Linked DNA regions of Ovis aries: region 2 is linked to region 1. The links are chromatin contacts, called in public Hi-C maps. All regions are on one chromosome and are shown on one strand. Each heading gives the region's core, a stretch centred on a gene start, on an enhancer-like site or on the middle of the called end of the contact. The rest is flanking DNA. Distances are from core to core; before and after follow the strand shown. Region 1 overlaps LOC114108789. Region 2 overlaps MAML3 (mastermind like transcriptional coactivator 3).

Evidence for each region. A called contact is a pair of places that touch in the nucleus more often than the background predicts.
Region 2: a contact with region 1 is called in a Hi-C map of hypothalamus, with 6 times the contacts expected there. The contact joins two enhancer-like sites. A contact is called at or near these places in 11 of 16 Hi-C or Micro-C datasets (hypothalamus, liver, mesenteric adipose tissue and 6 more).

The regions. Positions count from the first base shown.
Region 1 is chr17:17,534,503-17,541,893 of ARS-UI_Ramb_v3.0, reverse strand. It overlaps LOC114108789, which reads left to right. Exons shown (of 3, transcript XM_060400652.1): 3 at 1-557. Among named protein-coding and RNA genes, the nearest start is that of SCOC, 95 kb to the right of the region's middle. Within about 2 kb of position 4,278, at least 21 of the 54 cell types and tissues checked have an H3K27ac peak or open chromatin away from gene starts, as enhancers often do. A contact at or near this core is called in hypothalamus and liver, where this site is marked.
Region 2 is chr17:18,064,007-18,071,397 of ARS-UI_Ramb_v3.0, reverse strand. The region is part of intron 2 of MAML3 (mastermind like transcriptional coactivator 3); the gene reads right to left. Among named protein-coding and RNA genes, the nearest start is that of MGST2, 59 kb to the left of the region's middle. Within about 2 kb of position 3,952, at least 45 of the 54 cell types and tissues checked have an H3K27ac peak or open chromatin away from gene starts, as enhancers often do. A contact at or near this core is called in hypothalamus and liver, where this site is marked.

The sequences.
Region 1 (7,391 bases), core at 3,029-5,528:
CCCTGCTGCTCTGACTCGTGGTGTCCATGGCAAACTCTCCAGGTGGGGGCTGGTCACACTAAGTTTAATAGGACCAAAGGCACCAATGACCAGATGCATTAGGAAGAGAGAGGCAGGGAAGCAGGGTCCTGAAAATAGAAATCACGTCAAAAAATAGATGACGAGTTGATAATGCCTTGAGGCCTTTGTTCAGGAACACTCTGGTACTATAAAGGGAAAGACGACAGTGCCATATTCTTCTGTGGAGTGCGCGTCGGTTTTTCTTCAAAAGTTCTTCCCAAAGAAGGCCTTGTGGGTTGTGGCTAACTCCATTTTCCCTTTTTATCTAGATTTGTGTTTCAACGCAAAATGTTATTCTTCTGCCAAGGATTGCTGTATCATCACATTAACAATAAGATAAACAAACTTGACAAAAATTCACTGAGAACAATAAGCGGTGGTAATTGCATATTCTTGTCCTAGGTATTTCCTTTTTGTTCTCAATTAAAAAGCAGTCCCAGCAGTTGTGTATGCTGTATCATTTGTTCACCTTAAATAAATACTTTTGAATCTAAAAATATAAGCAGAAATAAAACTTTCTGAAAAAAATAAAAAAGCTGATACTCAGAATCACATCAAAAATGAGAAATGGATTTTTAGGGGATCAGGATGGTTTTCAAGCCGCTGAGGTTTCCTGACAAGCCAGCTCTGTTTACAGTTCTAGATCCATGAGGGTCTCAGCCCTAGACATATAGCTGAATGGTGCAGACGCCCAGGAGAATATTTGAGGTCTGCTTAGACTTCACAGAACTATGAGTTAACTACACTCACTGGCAGATATTGCAGGAAAGAACAGGATTTGAATTAGCATTCGGTCAGTTCACAGCTATGACCTACTAGTGCATTTTAATTCACTCTGCTTGAATTCAGCACACGATTCTCAACTGTGACTAGCAGTGCACACATCTGAGACCCCTACTAGAGGTGGTGCACAAGCGTGAATTTGCCACGTTTAGGGGCACGGGCTCAGCCATACACTTCTCTCTCCAGATTACCAATGGAAATGACCAGGGAAACTTCAGAAGAAGCAAAGTGGCCGACCACTTTAGCTTCCACACCTGATCCACGCAGCAGCTGGGCTCTGAGCCCTTCAGGACAGGGTAACCTGTCTCCTCCCACCTGACCTATGGGCTTTTAAGCAGCCGGCTCTAGCATGGAGAGAGAAAGCTCTCACACGGCCTCCTTTGCTGTGCTCACACTTCCCACACGACATGCTGAAACCAGCGTGTCAGGACAGACACACTCATAATAAAACCAGAAAGCAGTGACAGTGCTGGCAATTTTATACCTGGGCCATGTGCCAGAACTGGCTCCGGGGAGGAGGTGCGTGGACGGGAGGAATGCCCTGCTCGCAACCCTTTGCAAAAACAAAAGTTAGGGCTGTATTAACTGAGGGCTGCTGGCAGACTCTGGCTTAAGGGTTTTTTTTTTTCCCCCAGAACCTTTGGAGATGGGGCCTCAACTAAGATCAACAAGGGGGCTTTTAGACCCCAGACATGTATACAGACTCAGCAGAGCCGGCCAGGTGAAGGGGCCAGGACCCCCATCCCCAGCCCTGCTTTGGCCCATGGAAGCCCCGTCTTTTCAGTGTTGCTAAATTAGTCATCTATGCAGCCTCTGTACACCTAAAACCGTCTGAGTTTTTTAAAAATCTGACAGCATTTCTGTGTCTACAGTTCATGGGGTCACAAAGAGTCAGACAAGACTGAAAAGACAGCATGCACGCATTTCTGAGTCAGGAATTCGTGGATGGCTTAAGGGTGTGTTTTGGGTTCAGGGTCTCTCATGACGTTAAGATATCAGCCTGGGCTACAGTCACCTAAAGTTCTGACAGGGGTAAGAGGACCCATTTCATCCAAGATGCTCACTCACATCATTTTCCCTGGGAAGTCAGTGCTGGCTGACAGCAGAAGGCCTCAGTTCCTTGATGCGTGGACCATATCCACTCACATCGTTGCTTGAGTGTTCTCATGACACCGGCTTCCCCCACAGTGAGTGATACAGGAGACAGCAAAATGGAAGTCACAATGTCTCTTATGTTCTGGCCTTGGAAGTCACACACACTTGGTTACACAAGTCACCCTGCTTAACAGGGAGGGAACTACACCAGGACATGAATATTGGGAGGCAGGGGTCCTTGGGGGCCGTCTTGGAGGCTGGCTACCTTGGCTGCCTCGTGGCTCTACTGCTGCCCACGGGAAATGATCTTCTCTCAAGAGCTATACAAACACCAGGGCTGGGACTTCCCTCACAGTCCAGTGGCTAAGATTCTGTGCTCCCAATGTAGGGGGTCCAGGTTCAGGTCCCGGTCAGGGAACTAGACCCAACATGCTGCAACCAAGACTTGGTACAGACAAAAAAAAAGACAAAACAAAACAAATACCTGAGCTCTTCCCAAGAGCCATACAAATCTGACGCTCATGGTAATGTCCAAGTGTCTTTCTAGAAAAGAGCCAACGTTCTTGACCTGTCTGCCTCAAGTAGGGGGTGGTTCAGTGTCCAGCCCCAGCCACCACATCTCGGCTGTGTAGCAGCAAGCACATTTGTGACAAATGCTGAGAGTAACCTAGTCACTCACTATCCAGGCGCACACCATGGCTTAGATGCAGCTTGAAAGCAAGGCCCACCCCCAGAGAAACTTCTAGATGGAGTATTGCTCTAAAATGAGCCTCTGGTGGCCTCAAAGACTGAATAAGCCTATCTAAGTGTCTGAGTTATACCTGTGAGGCTCTGGGGAGAGTGTGCCCTCACTGTATTTCTGCTCTCTTCCTGGAGGGCAAATAAAGCTTGCTGACTCAGGAGGGAGACAAGACACTCAACGGTAGTAGTTCTGGGGGTTCAACTTTGGTGGCTGTCTGCAGAAACTCCAGTGATCTGCAAGATAATCTGACCTAATTTCAACTGTAAACTTAAAAACTGACTGAACAGATAGTACATACCTGGCTGTTTAGAAACATTATCTCCTTTAATCTTCAGAGGAACCCTTAGGTAAGAATCATGACCACCATTTCATAAACCTGCAAACTGAAGATCAGGGAGGTTAAATGACACACCCAATGTCCCAGCTAGGAGACGTGGGCTCAGAATTTTCCAGTCTGAGTGTGTCTGACCCTAGAGCCCATGTTATACACTCTCTGAGACCTTTCCAACTGAGAAGAGAACATATACCCAGGAAAGAGGGAGGAGAGGACAGGGTCCCCACACTGCCACGGCCCAGCATCAGGGGCAGGAAGATGGATAGAGGCAGAGGGCCGAAGAAGGACAAACTAATGGCATTTGCTGTTGGGAGTGACCAGTCTGTGGATGTTCTTCAGCTCATCTCTTGGCCCGCTTCTCCTCAGTCTAGGAGACAGAGACGCCAGATGGGTCTCAGGGGGCAGCAAACTGGGCATCTTCCTCCAGCTCCAAGGAGAGTCGGGTTGTTAATACTAAGTTACTCTAGGCTGGCCTCCTGCTAAGTTAAGCATCACTTTTAAAAAATCCTCACATCATTATTGTAAGGTAAGCATTACTGCCGCTTTTAATAGTTGGGGAGAAGGAAGATTGGGGAGTTTAGGGACATCCCCAAGATCAAAAGACCCCAGGTGTCAAAGCTCACATTTCAACCCAGGCATCTGACTTTAGGCCCATCAAGCATGTAACACCATGTTCTACTAGACAGAGGTTGAGGGTCGTGGATGACCGCGTGGCCCTTTCAGGGCGGGGTGACAGTGCCAGCCCGCGACCAGGGAGGGGCAGGGTCGCCAGTCCTCCTGAGGGACGCATGCGGATGGCGCCAGCCGTGCTCAGGCAGCCACATGGGAGCCTGCTCCTCCGGGACCCACCCGACCCTGTTGCTTGGGGGCCGGGCCTGCAGCGATCCTGGCCTTGGCCTTGCCCGAGTCGGAAGGCAGCCTCATGCTCGGCTGGACAGCAACTGGGGTGCTCTGGATGGATGAGCTAGAGAGGGAGGTATCCAGGCTTAGGCGTGCGCCAAGGACCGGGGCGTGGGGCTCTGAACACAGATCACACCCCCGATCCCTTTCCCCCGGCGATCCCCACCCCTCACCACCCGCCTCCCACCGCCAGTGGTCGGTCTGCCCGTCTGGCCGGAGCCTCCGCCGGGTGCGGCCGGACGGTGGTGGGTGACTGGGGGAAGGGAGGGGACGCCCTGCTCCTCGGCCGTCGACCCCGGAGGCTTTGTGTATTCGGAACCGGATTCCCCACCTCCCTCCCCCACCTCCCATTCCCGCTTTCTTTTCCCTTAACCCAAGTCCCAGTAGAGTATTCAGCAATTAGCACGTGAGGAGGGGGTGGAAGGCGGCGGCGGGCGGGCGTGGGGGCGGTGAGATTCCCCCGCACCCACCGCCCCCCACCGCCCCCGCCGGGATGGGTCCCGAGCTCCCGCCTGCGCTGCCTTCGTGCGCCACCTACCGGCTGCTCGCGGCAGCTTCGAGCCCGCCAGCGCGGTTCCTAGGCAGATCTTAATCTCCGTGGACAATAGACAATGGGATTTTTTTTTAAAAAAGCAATGATTTATTTTGGGGGGTGGGGATAAGAGGAAAGGAGGGAGGGAGGAAGCAGCAGTGTGTTTGTCATCGCTTTAGGAAAAAAAAAAAGTCTGTTCTATCATTGTTTCTGCATATCCATTATGTTGAGGACAAAAGAATCCCCTTCTGGAACAACAAAGCCAAGGGAAATGTTTTCTGTGGCTGACATTTAATTGTGTGCGCAAGGTGCTACATTATCACGGAGAGAGACTGTAAGGAAGCTAGGGCACAGCTTAGTTGTATGCCTGATCAGGTTCAGAAGCCTGGTTTTCTGCGTTAAGATGTGGGCTTTCTTACCTGAACCCAGTTTTATATGGCCTCATGTACTGGTGTTATGCAGGACACATTATTCTGTGTTTCTGTATAGTTGCCTAACCCAGCACAAGGATTCCTTGTGGATTGTTTTCTCACTGCCTTCAAGGGCCTTTTCTTTTACAGCCAACAGGGATAATCATGCTTCATTTCACAACCTCCCTACACTCACTTTACCAAAACGACACTAATTTTAAGGAGCTATTAGGAGCCTTGGAGAACACTTAGACCAACCTCCTCAGTTGTACACAGGAAGCGGGTAGAATGCCTTGTCCAAAGTCATGAAAGTGATTAGAGATGCATTTGGGACCAGAAAGCTTGTATCCTGAGCCCTGGTTTCTAGTATGATCTGCTATTTAATGTCCTGATGCCCAGCACCCCCTGACTCTCTCACCCTGTCCTTTCTGGCTGAACAACCCCCCAGGCAGTGAGTTGTGTGCACAAAGACCAGTGGTAACTAGGCCTGATCGGGGTGGGCTGAAGTGTAAACTTCCTTGATTGGCGGCAGCCCTTTTATTCCCTTTTCACCGCTTTCCCTCTGTAGAATGAAGGAGGGGTTGAGGGGTGCAATATGGACATTATCTTCATTCCTTAATTTTGTTATTTTTGCTGTGATAAGTTAATATGTAAAACCTATACAATTATCCACAATTCACTAGAAGATGCTTTTTCTGAGAGGCAAGGCTTAAGCAGCCCTCCATTCCACCCCCACTGCTAACCCAGATGCTGGGAACACAGAGGTGCGTGTCTTCCATCTTTAGAAATTGTTCTCAGTGGTCTCTTGACAAAGATGGTTTACCCTTGGGAACTTGACTAAGATTTCCTTCTTAGGTTCATGAAAAATCCCTGGGGAGATGCCGATAGCTGATCATATTGTAACAGAGACATTTTTCTTCTGCCATCTTGCAAAACAGGCTACAACAGACGGCACTCCCCTTTGAACTCTTAACTGTGACACGCTGAGACAGGATCGTCGAGTCTCAGGTGAGAAGCTCAGCAAACATCTTTGCACATCCAAAATAAGTCAACCCATCGTAGAAGTCTGCTTATTTGAAAGGTTGTTCGATCTGTTTAAAGCAAATAGACTAATCTCACAATCTGTAGACAAATAGGCAACAAGCTGAAGAGGTTTCAAAACAAAAGCCCAGAGCACTCTCTAACTCTCTTTTAACCGTGTTCTAAAAGCATAGAGAAGCAAAAACACACTGGGATTGCAAGCAGTTCTTAAACCTTTCTGCTGAGTTGTGGCACTTGAAGCACTTTGGTTTATACTGAGACTGTGTGACATGTTAACAGGGAGTTTAGATTCTCTCCATCTCTTAGTTATCATCTGTTTTTTTTTTGTTTTTTGTTTTTTTTTTTTTGTACCCAGTAGTGATTCATCCTGTCTCTACAGAAAGACCCCCAGTTCAACGATATTTTGTTATGACAACCACCCACCTACAAACACCTTGCCTCAAGGATGTTGTGAGAATCAAATGCGATCAAATGAGATGATGTAGGTAAAAGTGCTTTTAAAAGCCTAAAGCACTCTTCCGATGTGAAGACTTATTCCCATGTGTTTGAAGTTTTGAAAGTATCGAAATCATTCATGGGAGCTGTACCATAGCTCTTCTGTAAAGTTGTGACTGGCCCATTTTTCAGATGGGAGCTTCAGGTTACACATCAGGGGCAAGGTTTAATGTAAATTTTAGAATATGCAAATCTGACCTTCAAGAATTCCCTCACATCATGTTGGTATCTGGTAAATGCTAGAATGCTGGTGACTCACTGCTTCCCTAATATCCTTATTTGGTTGCATACAAATAAAAATGATTATTTTCAGATTTAGGTTTTCTCAAATCGTGGTGTGAGCAGTTATTTTTGCTTTCGCTTTAGTCACTGTTCTCTGTAGTAGAGAGTGTATTTAGAGTTGTAAAATCTGTGTTGTTTTTTTTTTTCCATTTGCAGCTTAAATTTAGATATGGAATACAGCAAGCAAAGTACTGTCTTGGTCAGATATAGCAGTTGTCATAATTCAATCCCGTATCTCAGGCACGTGGCCCTCATTTGTACACACAGAGGGACTCCACATCACTAACTTCACAAGTGCATGCTTCACAAGACTGTCTACACACATGCCTATTCACGTAGCATCTCTCGTTTGGACATCTCGAGTGACAGGCAGATATTCTTTTTAAAGAATGCTTGTTTATTTCTGGCTATGTCGGGTCTCAGTTGTGGCATGCGGGCCTCTCCCTGGCTGTGGTGTGGGCTCAGGAGTTGCTGAGCCTGGGCTGAGTTACCCTGCAGCACGTGGGATCTTAGTTCCCCAACCAGGGAGCAAACCTGCATGCCCTGCATCGGAAGGCAGATTCTTAACCGCTGGGCCGCAAGGGAGCCCTGACCGGCAGATGCTCTGTAGCTGTTCCCCTCACTATCTGTGTTGGAGTGATAGGGATCCACTGAGATGAGACCCAGTGTGTGGAAAGTGAACCCTCACCCCCACTGGTTGGCTTCTGTATGACAGGC
Region 2 (7,391 bases), core at 2,703-5,202, 530 kb before region 1:
AGTTATGAGACTTAGATCAGGAGAGGCAAATGTGAATAAATCTACATCAAACATTTCTTAGGCAGTTAGACTGGATTTTTAAGAAAGACTTCCTCACTGTAAAATCTAGATACTCAGTTTTTCATGCTGGTTATTAGTCCCAGATATACGTAGTGAAGGAAATTAAGGTTATAAAGATGTATACACAAAAGTGACCACCTTAAATGGATGTTTAGTAGTTATCACATTTTATATATTACTTCTATTTGCCATGGTATTTCCATCATTATTAATGCATTCCTTCATTAATGCATTTAACAAGCCTGCTTTGTGACAACATGAATTTTATCTGCCTCCTCTGAGCCATCCTAAATGAAAAACTGCAAACTGGATTTTAATATTTGTCCTCTTTTCACTTTTCTTCTTCAGTGTCAATACAGTCAACCCTGAGGGGAGTTTCCTTTCAAAATATAGAATTGTGTTGGATCTCCTTCCCTCCCTCCAATACCCAAACAAAACAAAAAAAGCAACAAAAAAACCAAACAAAAACCCACTCCTCCTCTCATCCAGGTAACAACAGCTCAAGAAGGTTGAGTTAGTAGTGCTAAACTAACAATAGAGTTGCCATATGATCAAGCAATCCCACTCCTGGACATACACCCAGATAAAACTGTAATTTGAAAAGATACATGCAACCCTATGATCATAGCAGCACTATTCACAATAGCTCGGACATGGAAGCAACCTAAATCTCACAACCTAAATCGACAGATGAGTGGATAAAGACGAGACACATATATACAACAGAATACTACTCAGTGGCAAAAAGGACTGAAATATTAGCCCCTGCAGCAACCTGGACAGACCTAGAGATTATCAGACTAAGTCGGTCAGGCAGAGAAAGACAAATACCATATGATATCACTTATATGTGGGATCTAAAATGTGACATAAATAAATATATTTATGAAACAAAAACAGATTTACAGATACAGAGAGCAGACTCGTGGCTGCCAAGGGGAGAGTGGTTGAGGAGGGAGGGACTGGGAGTTTGGGATTAGCAGATGCAAACTATTATATATAGGATGGATAAGCATATATATGGATAAAGTCCTACTGTATAGCACAGGGAACTGGATATAATACCCTGTGACAGACCATAATGGAAAAGAATATGAAAGAATGTGTGTGTGTGTATATATATTTATGAGTCACTTTGCTATACAGCAGAAATGAAACACAACGTAAATCAATTATACTTCTATAAAATTAAAAAAAAATTAAAAAAAAACTCTGGTTAGTGTGGTGACCCAGGCCACACAGTTAGTAAATGGAAGAATCAGCACTCATTGAACTGAAACATTGATTCTGAGACTAAATTCAGTATTCTTTCCATAAGCACAGGTTTTTCCTGTACGATGGGTCCATGGTGCCAAGAGTGTGCCTAAGAATTGCTTGTAAACTAAATATACAGTTTCTGTCCCACAAATACACTGTGCTCTAGTTTTCAAATGCAAGTGTGATCTTGCTGAAGTTAAAACTTATTGTCCTTGTGTATTTTTTCTGTACATAGACAATGAAAAGGTAGAGTTATGAAATATTTATGTTAATGAAAATACAGCATAGTCAACAATGGCTGGAATTTTATGCTACCAAAAAGTTTACTTTAACACTAATCCCTGCAGAGGTCAAGATATTTTACTCTCTTCTTTTCCCCCTAAACTTGCCTCCTGTTTTCCAAACCCTTTCTTCCAGTGGGATAAAGCTGTTTCTTGCCACCTTTGGAGACAAATGGCCAACTGACTTAACACTTTAACAAAGGAATTCACACAACAGACAGTTAACCAATCAGCAAAAATACAGATATACAGCTTTTTTTTTTTCTGAGTATTTAAGCATATTTGAAATCTCCAGTTTTGATAAGGAGGAGACAGTGGGAAAAGAAAATGAGACCCAAGGGGAGATCAAGTTTTCTTCAGCTTGATTTTATGAGAGGTCTGGTGTGGGCTGGCCCCGTTTATCTTTGTGCACTTTGAGATATTCTTGTCCTATGAGATCAGCCCGCAAGTACCTGGTGAGCTTGCCCAGAAGCGGTAAGTAGTGATGAGTTGCTTTCCCAGCCTTCTCTCCACCCAGAAAGAAAGGGAGAGGCAAATGAGGTGAGGATGTAGATTCATCTCAGCTCTTCCAGTCCCTGTCTTCCTGGACCAAAAATAAATATAGATATCACCCACTTTTCAAAAGTTCACTTTATGCCACTTAGCTTTTACAGAAGACCTACACTAGTACCTGGTTTTGCTAACCAGGAGACATCTGAAGAGGATTTTAGAGTTTATAGAAAAAGGTGAAAATCTAAAATATCATCAGTGTTCAGTTTTGCAGAGAGTGATTATAGAGACAGCAGGCACCCCCAGCTGTGAGAGTGGCGCCACCAAGCTCCTCCCCCAGGAACTACACTCAGCATCTCAGCATCAAGTCCCCACAGCTTTGAACTCTGTGAGCATCTGTGTTTTATCTCTATTTATTCTGCACACTCTTGGCAAGATGTGTCCCAAGGTGTTTGCTTACTCACTGCAGGCCATTTCGGCTTAGAAAAGATTTCATAGGAATGCTCTACTTTCAGATGGGGCTGGGGGTGGTGCTGTACTTCAAAAGCACAGTGAGAAAAACCCTTCCCAAAGGGAAAGTTTGGTTATTACCTCCCAGGATTCTGTATTTCCCCAAATGATTCCCTCTCAAAGATTTTCCTTTCAGGTTTCTCACTGAAGACCTGAAGACCGGTTTCCCTGCAGCGACCTGAATGGAACCCCGAGAGGCAGGAGGGCTATGTGCATTTTTAAAGGACTCCCTTCCATAAGAAACATCTGTGAGCCTAGGTTGATACACCTCTCCCAACCAGTTCTGCTGCATTCAACAGTGGGTGAGTGACACTAGGGCCCCAGCCTTAGGTGTGCATGCCAAGTGTGAAGCTGCGCCAAGTGACTCACCTTACAAATTGAGCTGGCTGAGGCCATTAGCTGTTTCACATGACATGGTGGCTTTTAACCTCCAGCCTAAGAGTTCTTAATGAGCAATAGTCTGTCGAATTTCAGGATTTCAAGCCACAGCTCTTGTTTCTAAGGAGGACACACACTGTGTGTGCAATTAGAGAAAACCAGGCTGAGCTTTCGTCACCAGAAATGTAATGCCTTGAAGCCAAGTGATGCAGTATTTTTAGTTTTAATTACTAGCTTGTTCTCCACTCCATCCCCTGCTCAACGACCTCCCTTGCCTTCCACCCAGAATCTTAATTCCATCTCTTCCTCTCAAGAAATCCAATTGATTACATAGATCTTCATTATTTCCCAAAGCTCTCACTCTTCAGTAAAATATAGGAGGGGGGGGGGGCATCAAAACCAATGAATCTATTTTACGTATCTTCTCCTCCAGGAAAAAAATCTTAGCAATTTTCTATGGGCTGGAGAGAGAGGTAGGAGGTATAAAAAACACCCTACCTCCCTCCATAAGAGGCCGTTTTCTACTTCAAAAAACAGCTGTGGTAAAAATATCTCTTAAGAGCAGCCAGCTGTTTATTTATAAATCTGTGCACAGGGAAGCTTTATGTCTCTTACAAGAAATGCATAGTGTTCGGGTGAGAAGGGCTGGGGTTGCTGGCGGTGAACCAGAGACTGCCGGCTCCTTGGAAGGGAGGCTGCGGGTGGTGATGGAGACTCGGGTGGGGGCGCCCAGTGGAGAACTGGCTCAGGGCTTCAGCCTTTTTTCAGGTGTTCAGGTGGGGCGGGGGGGAACAAGGAACAGCTGCTGTTCTGTCTCTGCCCCAGCAGATGGTGGTGTCAGCCCGGTCCTCGCTGCCAGCCCGCCCGCTCCGCCCGCGCGGCGTGTCCCCCCACCCCCAGCCTGCAGATGGCTTAATCATGACTCGCCTTTCTCCCCCACCGGTCCCCCCGCCCGGCGCGTCTGGGCTAACGCTGCGAGCGCGGAGCCAGGCAGTCAAGTGTTACTGCGTACAGCAGGTAGCCTGGCAACTGAGAGCATAATACCGAGCAGATGGTGTTCGCACGGCGTGATGGACATCACACACGACAGCCCAAGACAATCCAGGAATTCCCTGGTGACTCGAGGCCCTCTTTACACAAAACGAGTTCTCTCTCCATTGCCGTGTATCTCTGGGGTTATCTACCCCCTCTATCCGACTGACACTGAACTGGTTTCTTATTACCGACTTTGCTTCCAGCCCGAGGGGAGGGAGATTTCAAGTGGGGGTTGGGGGAGGCTATGCAAGGAAACGGAAGGGCCGGGAGTTGGGGGAGGTGATGGGGGAGGTGGCGACCCGAGAGGGGAGGGACAGTGGCGCACCCCAGACCTAGGGGCGGACCATCTGAGAGGGACAGGGTTCCCCCATAACCCAGCCTCAAGAAGCCGGTGCGGGGAGGGCGGCGCTGGGGGCGTGCGAGCCTGGGCTTAGTGGCTTCGCCATCGAAGGGCTTACGAAGAGCCTAAATGAAATTTAGGATTTTACTTAAGAAGCCTCCTGGGGCGTAATTTAGCCTCTCGACTCGAGCCTCTGTGCTTACAAGCCCTTAGGGGACTGAGAAGTCAGGAGTGGAACCCGTGCGCCCTGAAGGGCCGAAGATGCCTCTCCGCGCAGGCGTTCTTAACAAAGAAACCGACCGGGAGGTCCGGGCGCGGGCAGGGGCAGTGCGGGGGGCCGAGGGGACCGGGAGAGCCGCCCAGGGGCCCCCAGGTCCTCGGCCTGAGAGCCGCTACGCAGCGGGTGAGATCGCTGCGCGCTCCCGGGCGCATTTCGCCACCCTCTTCCTCGCCGAGCGTCATTGGGAAGGAAGCGGGTTCTGGAGGAAATGGGGGGAGACAGGAGGATTGTTCACGGTAGGGAAAAGTAAAATTAATATAGAAACAAAAAGCATGTCTCAGAAAACAAATCTGTGCTTTTCACACACACACTTAAGCGGGTCAAGTAATTAAAAAAAAAAAAAAAGCCCAAATGGAATTTTGTCTAGATTTTATACGTCACGCCGCTTCTGTGTCCAACCTATCACCACTCTCAGGGGGGGGGGGTGCTTTCTCCTGTAAAGGTACTGGTCAAGTTTTAAGTTTCAGGAAGAGAGAGTCTTTTCAAAGGTGGAAGCTGACTTTTCACGCAGAATACCACACTTGCTGGGAAGGAGTTCAGCAGTTTCGTGTCAGAATCCGACACCCACTGCGGAGCTGGGTGGACTCCCCGGGGCTCAGGGTGGTGAGCTGGCATTCTCAGGCTCAGGAGGCCACCTGACTGCTTGGTCTCTACCCGCACCTCCTCAAATGGAAATCATATCCAGTAGGAATCCTCCCTCGACAAAGGAAACTCTGGGGATGAATGAGCTATAGAGAGAAAATGGCTAAGAAGGTGCTAAAACCTCTTACACTTTCAGTGTAGGGTGGGCTGTTGGGGAACCATGATGGGCTAAACCAGGGGTTCTCAAAGTGTGGGTCTAGGACCAGCATCATTAGCATAACCTGGGAGCTCGTTAGAAATGCAAATTTTCAGACTCTACTCCAGGTCTCCAGAACAAGAGTCTCTGGGTGCAATTTAACATGCCCCAGGATAACCACAGAGCTTCCCTGGTGGCCCAGATGTTGTTAAATAATCCACCTGCAATGCAGGATACCTGAGTTTGATCCCTGGGTCAGGAAGATCCCCCAGAGAAGGGAATGAATACCCACTCCTACATTCTTGCCTGGAGAATCCCATGGACAGAGGAGCCTGGCCAGCTACAATCCACGGGGTTGCAGAGTCAGACACAACTGAGCGACTGAAAACACACTCCCGTCACCACGATGCCCCATATTTTGAGACTCACTGGGGCAAATAATCCTGGTGTATGAGCACTGACTGCAACCTAGGGTATCAGCACTGTCTGTGCCCTGATTAGATGACAAACCCTGTACTTTCCAAAGCAAGTCAGAGTGCTGAGCTACTTAGGTTTCTATTGCAAATTCTTCTGCAGTTGGAACAGAGTTCTCTAATTTTCAGAGGGCTGTGCAGGCAGTATAAGCTTAAGAATTCTGGAAAAAAAAGCCTATGCTGTGATTCTTCCAGAAAGGTCAGTGTTCCTGCAGCTCTGCTGTGAAGGCTGAGGAGCAGCCAAGATCCAGGAATGGGTGAGGCCAGTTCAACTCCTTTGCTCAGGGAGAAAGCATCAAATGCCACTAGGCTTCCTGTCTCCTGGTCTATATACAGTAGGAAAGCTAAGATTTGAGGAAAGCTCCCTCTTCAGACATGAAAAAGACCCAAAGCAACAATAGAAGACAACTAGCATGTATGGGGTACCTTACTGTATGACTGTTTTCATTTGTGTAATCAAACTCATTTTGTTGATTAAAACAAAAAAAAATCTGAGTCTCTGAGAGGTTAAGTAACTTGCCTGATGTCCCATAGTCTTTGGGATTCTGACTTTTCCACTGACCAGAATGTGCATCTGGTCTAAATTGAGCAGACCACCCAAGAGGGCTCTGGAGTAAAGAGAAATGGGAAGGAGGGGGTGCGGGAGAGGGATGGGAATAGAAGCAAAAGGTAGACACTCTATTGGGATCAAAGGATGAAGCTGAAAGAGCACAAAAATATACATCATGTTTTATATGTTGCCTGATACCCAAAATTAGGATGCCTTTGTGGTATCAACTTTGACATTTAAAGAAAGGGCATAAGATTAGCCCATTCAACCAGAAATGGAAGGAAGAAACAAAATAAAATAAAACCTTAGAATTCTCTTTGAAGTTGATCAAGTGTCAGGGCAGAAACTTGGTTTCAGGATGGTGGCTTCTTTTAAAGACTTTCTTTGTCCTTGTCCAGAATAATTTTTCACTGTGGTTTGGAGAGTTGCTTGTAATACATTCATAGCAGTGCCCCAATAGACCCACCCCATATAAACACCTCTGTTTCAGCAGATTACTGAGGAAGTTTGGATAAAAAAGTTTGTTTTATGATGTGGCTGTGTCACCAAGATGACTGAGTTTTGAGGTAGTTTACCAATTTAGCAAGCTTATCATGTACAGGACAGTAACTTGGGGGTGCAATGCTAAGTCTGCTTAAATGGGTGCAGGAAAGTTCTTTGTTCGGCTTTTAAGAAGGAGCAGTGGAGGAACCCAATAGGCTTGGGTAGAAGCTCCAGGGTCCAGTGACTGGCATGATCCTGACCACGTAACACATAGCTTGTTATCACTATTATTGCTATGACTTCTTGATCATGCAGCTTTAGAAAGTCAGGGTGAAGGAAGTGCTGTGTCTCTGGTTCTAGCTTAATTCCTAGGATAATGAGGTCTAAGACTTTAAACCTGATTTTCTTTCTAGGTTCTCAGTGAGCAGGATGGCATTCCTACTCACACGTTTGACTCTTTAACAAATACATGTTTTG